Regions from separate parts of the Siniperca chuatsi genome. Here region 1 is linked to region 2. The links are chromatin contacts, called in public Hi-C maps. All regions are on one chromosome and are shown on one strand. Each heading gives the region's core, a stretch centred on a gene start, on an enhancer-like site or on the middle of the called end of the contact. The rest is flanking DNA. Distances are from core to core; before and after follow the strand shown. Region 1 holds the start of LOC122871787 (receptor tyrosine-protein kinase erbB-4-like). Region 2 overlaps LOC122871787 (receptor tyrosine-protein kinase erbB-4-like).

Region 1 (5,494 bases), core at 1,953-4,452, 160 kb after region 2:
GGAAGCAGTAACCCCTAGAGTTACAAACATCACTTGACTAATCAGTTAGTCGATCAACAGATAATTAATGGCAACTATTTGATAACTGATCGTTTTTCAAGAAAAAATGCCAAACATTCCCTGGTCGCAGCTTCTCAAATGTGAGAATTTGAGGTTTCTCTTTGCCAATTATTATAGTAAACTGAATATCTGAGTTTTAGACTGTTGGTCAAATAAAATAAGCGATTTAAAATGCATCACCTTGGGCTGTGAGAATTTATAACAGGCAGCTTTCATGATGTTCTCCACTATTACTTGAGAAATAATTGTCAGATTAATCAATAATGACAATAATCGTTACTTGCACCCCTGACCCCACTATCCTACTGAAAGCAATACAACCAATAACTCATGGATGTCAGTTTACTTCCCTCAGACCTGAGTGATCAGGGACATTTTGGAGAGAAAAGTTGGCCATGGCTTAATTGTTCAGATTGTTTTACCTCTCCAAGAGTTGGGATTTTGCTTCATGGTTTAAACAAAACCTGGCAAGTCCAAGATGGAGGAGAAAGTTGATCAGCCTCCTAGTGATCTTAGTTTAAACTGTGTCTATTAACACTTGAACGCATCAATGGGGTCAATCCTGGACTGATTGACTGATGAATCTGTTCTTTTTGTGTTTATTTTAAGATTAATGCCTCTACACAGATACACTAAGATCCTCTCGCACTGCCAACAGTCTGTCAGAATAGAGCAAAACATCAATCAAGTCACTTGAGGCGTAAACACCTCCATTTTTGGCACACATGTGGCCGTACTGTACATCACGCAAACACACACACACACTTAAGTGTATACAGCTCGGCAGACCAGCTGACTGGCAGGAATGCTGCAGACATTTGTCTCGCAGCAGGAGCGTACTGACAGATTCAATCACCATGTTAAACACCACTGAAGTGAACATCTCTAGCCTTGACTTACTTCACCCTGATATGATTGATATATGGTGTTGGGCATGAATTTTTCAAACTACAATAAGGAGAGGGAGATTAAGTGAAAGAGAGACTGAAGAGTGGACCGATAGCACACAAATATCTACTCAGAATACAACCACTAACACCCACACTGAACTTCCCAAGAGGCACAGCTCAGATTCTTGGGCAGAATTTGCATCACAAATATCTTGGATGGGAGTGTATACATAGAGAATAAATAAACCAGTGAGGGTGCCACTTTTCTTCCCCATTCATCCCGCCTGTCACCCACCCATCCGTCCGTGCATCCATCCACTCCTGTTTAATAGGCAGCATTCAGCACCTTCCATCCAAGATCCACACCACCAGCCAGCGGGGGAATGTGTGTGTTTGTTTCTCCAGCTCTGCCTGAGAACCACAAACCACCAGAGATCGAGCCAAAACTCGACCTGTCTTTGGAGGATGGAAGAAAAGCGTCCTGGAATCCCATTTGTGCCTCCGAGAGGTTGGACGATGGCCAAATTCACCTCAATCCATCACATCAATCCACAGACTCTCCTGTGTTCCCACTTCCTCAGTGTGCTTCTGCTTGGTTTTCTTTTTTTCTACATTCCTTGCCAAAGCTTAATTGTATCAATGAATGAGGCAAATTCTGTTATCACGTACTCCTTTATCAGCCCAAAATGAAAGAGAAAATATTAATGTGCAAATAACTGAGTGCATCTCATAGTCTGATGATATTCCAAAGCAGACATTACACCAAACTCCAAACCAAACAAGAATACTAGAGCACATTTAAGTCCTTATTGATCAGTAGGTCTGTGAACAAAAGCGGATTGAAAAAGTTCAACAGCACAATTTCTCAACATCAAAGCCTGTATCAATTATTTGCCAGGCAGTGAGATTTTGTTGCAAACCCTGCATCATGAACAAAATGTCACACAGCAAGTGGTGAAACCTCAAATGTTGCACGAGCATAAACTATCTGCAAATATCCCACAGGGATGCAAAAGGAAAATTACAGGCTAACACAAATAAAATTAACCTTAACTTCACTATAAATCGTCTACTGGACGTACTATAAGTCTTTATGGGAATATTGCAGGAACATTAAAGTGATTTTCGCCCGGGGATTGACACCACAGGGGTCCTAATGATGAAAGCGATATGTTTTCCCACTTTCTATACATGGCCCTCACTATATCTGCTACATCTAAATTATTCAAAGACAATAAGGGATGAAAACTGATCTCACTTCATATAAATCAGCGCAAATAGCCGAGGTCTTCGGTCTATCAATGTCCGCTTAAGGGAATTAAATTAAAACCATGGCGCATTCATTCATATTTAGGGTACAATATCAAACGGCAGAGTACGGGGCTCATCTGAGCTGAGCTGACATCAGAGATTCGCTGCCTTTCAGTGATTTTTTAAAGATAGTAGATAGTCTTTACCAAAAGATTTATCGAATCAGGCACACAAGCAAAGTAGATTTCGCACATGTTCGTCCACGATAAGCTTACAAATATAAATAAGGGATCAAAAAAGCAAATATTAGGAGAGGAGTTTGAGATTTTTACGCAGAGCTCGCCACGCTCCCCGAGGCTGCTAAATCTCACAGTTTGCTGCAGGTGTGAGTCTCGGTGCGATGATTCAAATCAGCATCAGCTTGGTTGGATATTAAGTTGAGTTAAGTTTGTACCGGTGATGTAGAGCTAACAACACGGGTGTTAATCTATGATGTCCATTCATTAGCATTCAGCAAACAAGTACTTTGAATGTCTCATTAAGTTCTGCCCATATTTAGCCTACAGGTTTTAGCCAAAATAGAAAGGTGGCTTTTTGAGTGTTCGGGAGAACCCAGGCGCAGAGACGCGCATCCAAGCACTCACCTGACTGTGCTGCACTCGATCGGATGACCACCAAAGTGACGAGGACACAAGCTGGGAACTTCATCTTTGAAAAGGCTGCTTGTCTTGTTAACTCCCGTAACTCACATGTCCAATTAAGATATCCTCGTTTTTCACACACACAAAAATTAACAACCAAAAAAAAAAAACCGTCGGAGTCTTCTTGGCTTCTTCGACAACTGGCACAGTTTCCGTGCGCACCCACAACCAGCGCCGTGGAGAGCTTTTACGCACCGCGTTATTTTGTTGTGTTTGTTTATCAGTTCCCAGACCAGTGTTTAGGTCGGTTTCCACCGCGGATACTCTGAGCCATTTACTCCTCACACTGCCATAGCGCCGGTGGCTGGGGGGGGGAGAGGGGGGTGGAGTGTGTGTGTAAGTGTTTGTGTGAGGGGAGGGGGTCTGAACACGCCTCCTTAGTATGATTGACACCTCATTCAGCCTATTAAATTGGCTATCTAAAAGATTAGGAGCGTTTTGTCTTTCTTTTTTTTTTTGGAAATCCGCCCACGTCACTTATCACCTCTCCTGATTGGCTATTTGGCTTCATTGCTGCTGTCAATACACCTGTCAGGAGCAGATTTTGTTTTGGTGTCCCGCTGGGTGGTGTGGAGTCCAAATTGCTACCTGTGGGCTTTCTGTGTTGCTAAAAAAGACACAGAAATAGGCTTTTTTATTATCAGGTAATGTTCATAATTCAGACTCATATGTCATTAGTTGTTATAAAGCCTATTGGTTACCAGGCAGACTAATGTTTAGGAAAAAAAAGGGAGATATCGTAAATTATAGTGATTTTCTAGGGGACAGTGTTTATTACTGCCAATTTTACATCTATTAAAAATAGCATTTGCTTCATTTATTTTTGTATATTCAGTGTAGACCGAAAAGTTTCCTGCGGTGACAGCAGGGTCAGCCTCTGCAAATATCCACCACTAGAAGGCACAGCCTATAAACTTTGACGATGCTAGTATAACAGGGCTGCAGTGAAGGGAATGGCTCCAGCAGTATAACATTTTCAAGGCCGCTCATTTTACAAGCCGGTGTACCCTATTCAGCTCCATGGCTTCGTTTGTGGACCGATGTAAAAGTATGAAACCGGCTGGCAAATCAGCAAGGACAAAAATATATTGATTTGTGATCCGTGTGAAGTGTGTGAGTCGGGCATAAACTGGCTCTATTACCAAAATTACTCCACAATTTAGGCAGCAAGAGTGCAAAAGGACCGAATCCTTCATATATCCCAACAGTGCCAAAGAGAAGGTTCATTTAGTGTCCTCTGCTGCCCTCTAGGGGAATTTGTGGAGAATTACTTGATTTTTAGCCTTTTTCTCTGGAGATGGCACGAATCAAAGCTGCTGAGGGACATACAATAACATTTGGGCTTGTATTTTTCACAAATATTATGCTCATAATAATGGGAATTCAACCAGAAGGCCACACGGTCACCTTAAAGCCTAGCTATCATCATTTTTGACTGTACGAAAATGATTTGGGTAGTGTCAGAGAAGGGAAAGGGTTATGAATTTCTTGTTTTTGCTGAAAGGAGGATAATCAGCATTTTGTGGGAGACCAGTGGAGGGCCATCCTAGATAGTTTTCTCATCCTAGATATTTTGTTTTATTCTTAACCTGTGAGAATTCTTTTAAGTCACTTAAAACATGGCTTTTGTGTGCCCCACAGGTCATAAAGGGCAAAAATAGAATTTTGGCAATTGGTGGAAAATGATTGTACCATTACCATATTAAGCTTCAATTCAATTTCAAGGGAAATATAGTGACTGTCAGTCTACACACTACAGTATAAGAGATACATGAAAACATTAATTTGAGCTGTGGGATTAGTCTCTCTCTCTCTCACACACACACACACACCAGCACAGACAGCCTCACTGGGAGGCAGCACAACGCAGAGCAGCCTTGAGAATACTAATGAATGTCAGTTTGTTCCTGCACAGAAATCTGCAGATAAAACATTCAATAATGACATTACTGAACTGCATGAGATTTGCACTGATATGAGTGTGACATGAAAATGGGAATTCTGTCTTTGTGCTCTGTAATGGGTCCCTGTGTGAGTCCAAAGTGAGGTTTGATTGGAGGGTTACAGAACAACGGCTCACAGTGGCGAGGGTATTCTAAGTAATCCATTACAAATAATAAATAAGTAATGGGGACTTATAATGAGTATAATGAATGCTATGTCATCTAGGTCTCTGCAGTGATGAAGCAAATTAGAGCAAATGGCATTGAAATTATAGATTGTGATAATTGTGTCTTTAAAGGCCTATTCTGTAGAAAATAGGGAGTTTATGTACATTGAGGTGTCTGTTCTAGATGCAGAGGCATTCATACAGAAAAATCAACAAAATAAAGTAGGAGTCCTTCAGGGACTCAGTGTTTGAGTTTATAGCGATTTTATTGTAGTTTCTTGCAGACTTTTAATCTCTTAGATTTTTCTTTCCCTGGGCTACAATATTCCTACAATTTTTCACAAGGGACATGTGGTGTGAAATTCTGTGGATTTTTTTTGTATTTATTTTCTCTCATGTAGCACCGTACTCTCATATGCTTTGATTTGTAACATGACTGTGAATTAGGGCTATATTTCATGAGATGACCTTTTTTCTTGTTA
Region 2 (5,293 bases), core at 2,275-4,774:
ACCGACATCCGTATTGAGGTTTTCAAAAAGCACTTTGAACTTCACACACGCATATGAGGCAACAAGAGAGCGCTGTAATGGGATCAGTCGAACCGAGGAACAATAAAGCATTGAATTCCCCACATTTGTGTAAAAGTTTCTTTCATCTTATGGCTGCCCACAATCAGGGCTCAACAATAAGGATTGCCCGATTGTCCAGGGCAAGTAAAATGCCACGTTGGGCAAGTAAATTTAGCAACTCACTTGCCCGATCAGGCAAGTGGTAAAAAAGAATTAAATACATGTATTTTTCCAGAGCTGATGATGGAAGTAGCTATCTCTGTTGAGAGTTGAACATACCGATTGGGCACTCGCGAGTAGGGATGGGTAATGAAGCACGGTATTAAAGAAAATACCGTAGTATGTTCACGCCCGCTGCAGCCTCCTGCTGTCTATGTCGGGGCTGAGCTCCTCCACGCACACACCGACACACGGAGCGCAGTCAGCAGATCAGACAGGCCGCGGTGGAGATTACTCGAGTTGACAACAACTACGCTCGTTACTGTAAGTAAGTGCAATAAATCCTCCGCGAGTAAAAAGCAATACTTTATCAATACAAGCAACAACAACAAGCATGAACATGTAGAAAGCAATATTTTAATCTGCTCTGTCTGCAGTCTCATGTTTCACACAAGCACAGCGAGCTGGCTCGGCTGATAGTGAATTGTTACAAGCAAGCTAAAACAAAGCTGTCTGTATGTAGTCTGTTTAGCTTAGTTTGCCACAAAACTTAAATATGTCAAATTCTTGTAAACTTACTGCTGGCTGAGACAAACCAGCCCCTCCTCTCTCTACCAGCAGTAACTTACCTGCAGTGAATCACAGCAGCAGCAGAGGGAGGAGGACAGAGGACAGGAGGAAGGACTGATACTGACTGATGTTTAGAAAGAATGAAGAACAAAGACATCACTCAGTATTTTGATGTCAGGAATATGATTTATTTACTGACATTTTAGATTTGTTTCCAGTGAGATATCATTGAGTTTATATAGTGACTTTGCTGTTCTAAACACTGTTGCTGCTCTAGAAACAACATTTAGTTATATTTAAAATATTCAATTCTAATCCTGTTCTGAATTTATTCTTTTTTTAAATAATATATTTTTAAAAAAGCAATTACTTAGTTATTGAAAAGAACCGATAAGAGCATCGATAACTATAGTAGTATCAATACAATTCTAATGATACCCATCCGTACTCACGAGAAAATGGCGGCGGGTAAAGACAAAGTTTATTTAGATAATTTATCACTCCCTCACAGAGTCCATCTCTGGGGAGAAGGCAAAGAGAGGAGCAAGAATGCTTGTTGCTTTGCATCTATAAATACACTGTGTCCTTCTGATTAATTTACTTAAAAGATTAAACATGAAAATTAACTTTAGTTTTTGTTGTCATTTGATAACTGCTAATAAATAAAACAATTTGTGAAAAAAAAAAACCTTAACGTTGAACCCTGACAATATGCTGTCTTGAATGAACTGCACTCCAGCAGAAAGAGAACAATGAGATGTCCTGAGACATAAAACAAACACACATACATAGTGTTACCAGTGGGAATTCTGAATAAGGAGAGGAAGTTTGTGTGTGCATGAATGGGATGGTTAATTGGTACTATGGGTGTGTGTTGGTGTATCAGGGTCCGAGTCTGTGTGGTTGTGTTTGTTAAATCTCACCAAAACTACCCATAATTAAAATTAAGTTGTGGATTTCTATCCTAAGCCAATTTACAGTAAACCCCACAATTTGAGGCAAACACATGACTGGCCTGGAAAACAAGCAGTCGGCCCCTTAGGAAACCCTCTGTATGTAATTGTGGAGCACTCCAACGTACAGTGCCTCCAAGCATGTTTACTCTAAAGAGGGGAAAAAAAACAAAAAAACACAACAGAGGCTGTTGAGAAAGTAGCTGCTTAAGTGAAAACGACTTCTCAAATCCCATGAATAACTGTTAAGTCTCCAGACTGCAAACAAGCCACTGCTGGATAAATGGCTGCAGATCGGCAAGATAATAGAGACAGGAAATGGCAACTAGTTTGCCTTGAGGCACGAAAAAGCAAGGTATCAGCAAAAGGGGTTTGGTGGTACGAGTGACCAAAATGAAATGAACTTTTCCAAGTGCAAAGTGGGTAGCGTGGTGTTTCTTTCCAGTTGGGGAAACGTCTTGCTCCTGCAGTTGCACATTTTATAAAGAGCTGCATTATTCACACACCTAAAAAGCTGTCAAAGGGGTGTGCTGTGTTTAATAAATGATACAGTCCTTACAAGCAAATCCACACTGGCTCGGGGCCTCTGACTTGAGGAGAACTTATCTGATCTTCACGGAAAGGCGGAGGTGGGTCTCTAGAGTCCCGTTTCCCCACTTCTCCATTATTAGCTCTGCCAGCCAAAGAGATATTGTGCTCAGTGACAAATGGGAGAGGAGCGTTAGGGTGCAGACAGTGCGGGGGAGGTCCCCTCCATCTCCCCTCCTTGCTACTCCCCCCTCCCACGATCCCGAGCGCTGCTGCCGTGTCCTCCCCGATAACCATAATTGTGTTTTAAAGCCCCTGATTAAATTTCGCAGTCTCGAATCATATTGTTTTGCGATGAATCCTTATGAAAAACGCTTCACATTAGGAGATTATGGAAGCTGTGTAGGTGCTGGAGGAGGCAGCTAAAAGGTGGAGGCGGAGATGACACTTTTTTTTCACTTCTAAAGCTTCAGTGGATGCTAAATGAATCCCTGCCATCACTCTTCTTTCCCTCCACTTCTTCTTTTCTTCTTGCTCCCCCCATCTGTCACGCTCCTTCTCTGTCTTATAAAAACACACACACACACACACACACACACACAGACATAAACACTCCCTTTCTCCTTTGCTAAGGCTCCTCACTCTCTTTCCTTCTCTTAGCAAAACACACCCACAGGCATACAGGTTACACAGCAATCATGATTAGGAAAACATTCATAGACATTTGGCTCAGACCTAATGAAAAAAGAAAGCCTTCAAAATAAAAAAAGTATTCTAGTGTCAATCTCTAAACTTTTTCTCATTACTTTACTATCATAATGTAAGTCTCCCGTCTGAGTGTCACAGTACCTCTAAGGGAGGCTGATTTAAAAAAAAAATATTTTTTTTTTTAGAGGTGACACAAAATGCAATCAGGGCGAATGAGAAGCCAGCAAATTCAATAATGGAGGCAAATGAAAATGGAACTGGAGACTCTGCACTTAAGGCGGGATGGGCTTACAGCCCTAATAAGCCCTCCTCTGTCACCACTTCCCTGCATCTAAATCAACCAGAGGCCCTCCAATCAGCGCAGGCAAACAAAAGAGCCAGCCAAAGAGATGAGAGCGCTGCCGAATACTAATCAAGGTAACAAATAGCAGTGGTCGTCAATGATCAACACTGATGTGTGTGCATGTGTTGGTGGGGGGAATAGTGGAGAATCTAATAACACCCAACTATTTTCAGTGTGTTAAGAATTAACATCTAAATTTAGTTCACAAGCACTTAAATTTCAAGTTGTGTTAAGTGTTAAAATCACAAGCTCAAAAAAGCCACAAATCTGCGAAAAAGTTATTTTTACCAGTCATGTGTTTTTGAAGTTTTATACTGAGATTTTAATAGGTCTCAGTGACCCAGAGGTCAAGCAACTCACTCAACAAATAATTTGCCAGGTACAGTCTCAAAGTACAAACAGTCCCAGAATTGCTGTCCCATGTTGTTTTTCTACAACAGCAGTGATAGGTTGTTTTACAGTGGCGTTACTCCGACAGTGAGTCCGCTCTCTGCTCTGTTATTGTGCTGGAAATTGTGTTTTGGTACAATTGCCCAAGCTCAGAACATCAAACATAAACTTTAGAGGGCACTATGAATGGACCATAGGGGAGCCATCAAGACAGTAAAACTGCTGAGCAGCTTCGCTCATAACTTGAAATGTGGGCTATTATTAAATGTCCACTCTCGAATCAGGAAACCAAAAAGAAAGATTCTTTTAGAGCCTTAATATGTGTGTGCTTGAACACCTCCAGTACACAAGCATGTACACACAAACTGCTCATCTGATATGCATTTTGTAATTCAAAATCAGGCTCATTAAATATTTCCACGGAGCAAAATGCTTAAGAAGTGTCGAAAACAGAGCTAAACCTCTGCATTAAAATTGACACCTACAATGGGCTAAATGGGCAATTTGTCATGTTCTGGCACAGAGCTGCAGCACTCACCCTTCCACTTGGGTAATTTGGGACACATGACACAAGCACACACACACCAGCAAATCAACTATGACCAGTAAATTGCCTCCATCTGGTTTTACAGTATATTTAGTGTGATGTTCTGTGAGCCAGTCCAGCACAACTCCACTCCTCCCTTTTCCTGACTTTACTTTCAGCTTATGTGACTTCTTCAACAGAGGCTGTGGACAGACGTATTCAACAGTGACAATGATTGGCCATGCTCACACTAATGGATTTGCAGTTTGGAGTGGAAGTTACACAACAGATCTCATGAGGGGCTTGGACTGAGGCGGGGCACTTAAAAAAAATAATGGACCCAAAAATGTCATTAAAACTTGCCAAAGTCAAGCAGCTTACAGACGCCTGGGAGAGAATGCAGACAAAAATTGCATGCACACAAACTCAGTGCAAAGCATACACCATTCATTTTCAACACAAACAAATATACTGTATGTTGCAATGTCAGGAGGGGGAGCATGTGCATCATGGCGAGACAGTCGCTTTGAATATAATTACATCATCAGAATGTCAACCAAACACAGCCTTGTTTTTAGCATGATGACATTGCAGTTTTGGGGTTATCAAATGGGTTTCACGTGGTCGACCAACTTTCCCAAACTGTCAATCAAGGAGAAAATATTAAAATGTTAAGTTTTGACACAGCAGCATTGTCCAGAGACATCCCCTTAAAACACATCAGAGGCTGGTTGGTTTTGTCCTTAATTACACAAATGGAGGTTTTGCTCTCTTTAAAACCAAAATGGTGCTTACAGCTCATGGTTCAGATAATTTTAAAAAAGGGGAACACAAGAGTTCGGTCAAAAGTAATTCTAATCTCCCAAAAAATGAATTTGGCTCTAATGAGCAAGTTTGATGAAGTCACGGCTATTTGGTTTGATTAGGTGGGATTTCCAAGGACTGACTCATAGAATTGGGGAGTTTGAGCTAGATTAGGCAGGACTCCTATTGTTGTTTCTACAATGTTGGATAAAATTTTAAAAGGGTGTCTGACTTCAATTAGTTACTGGCAAT

Evidence for each region. Hi-C and Micro-C count contacts between places; a contact is called where the count stands out from the background.
Region 1: a Hi-C map of an unstated tissue shows a contact between it and region 2, with 5 times the contacts expected there. The contact joins the promoter of LOC122871787 here to the enhancer-like site in region 2. A contact is called at or near these places in 3 of 3 Hi-C or Micro-C datasets (liver, skeletal muscle and an unstated tissue).

Annotation. Positions count from the first base shown.
Region 1 is chrLG24:6,397,327-6,402,820 of ASM2008510v1, forward strand. It overlaps LOC122871787 (receptor tyrosine-protein kinase erbB-4-like), which reads right to left and starts at 3,203. Exons shown (of 27, transcript XM_044187168.1): 1 at 2,846-3,203. The coding sequence starts at 2,909.
Region 2 is chrLG24:6,237,152-6,242,444 of ASM2008510v1, forward strand. The region is part of intron 3 of LOC122871787 (receptor tyrosine-protein kinase erbB-4-like); the gene reads right to left. Among protein-coding and RNA genes, the nearest start is that of LOC122871786, 100 kb to the left of the region's middle. Within about 2 kb of position 3,525, the one cell type or tissue checked has an H3K27ac peak away from gene starts, as active enhancers do. A contact at or near this core is called in liver, where this site is marked.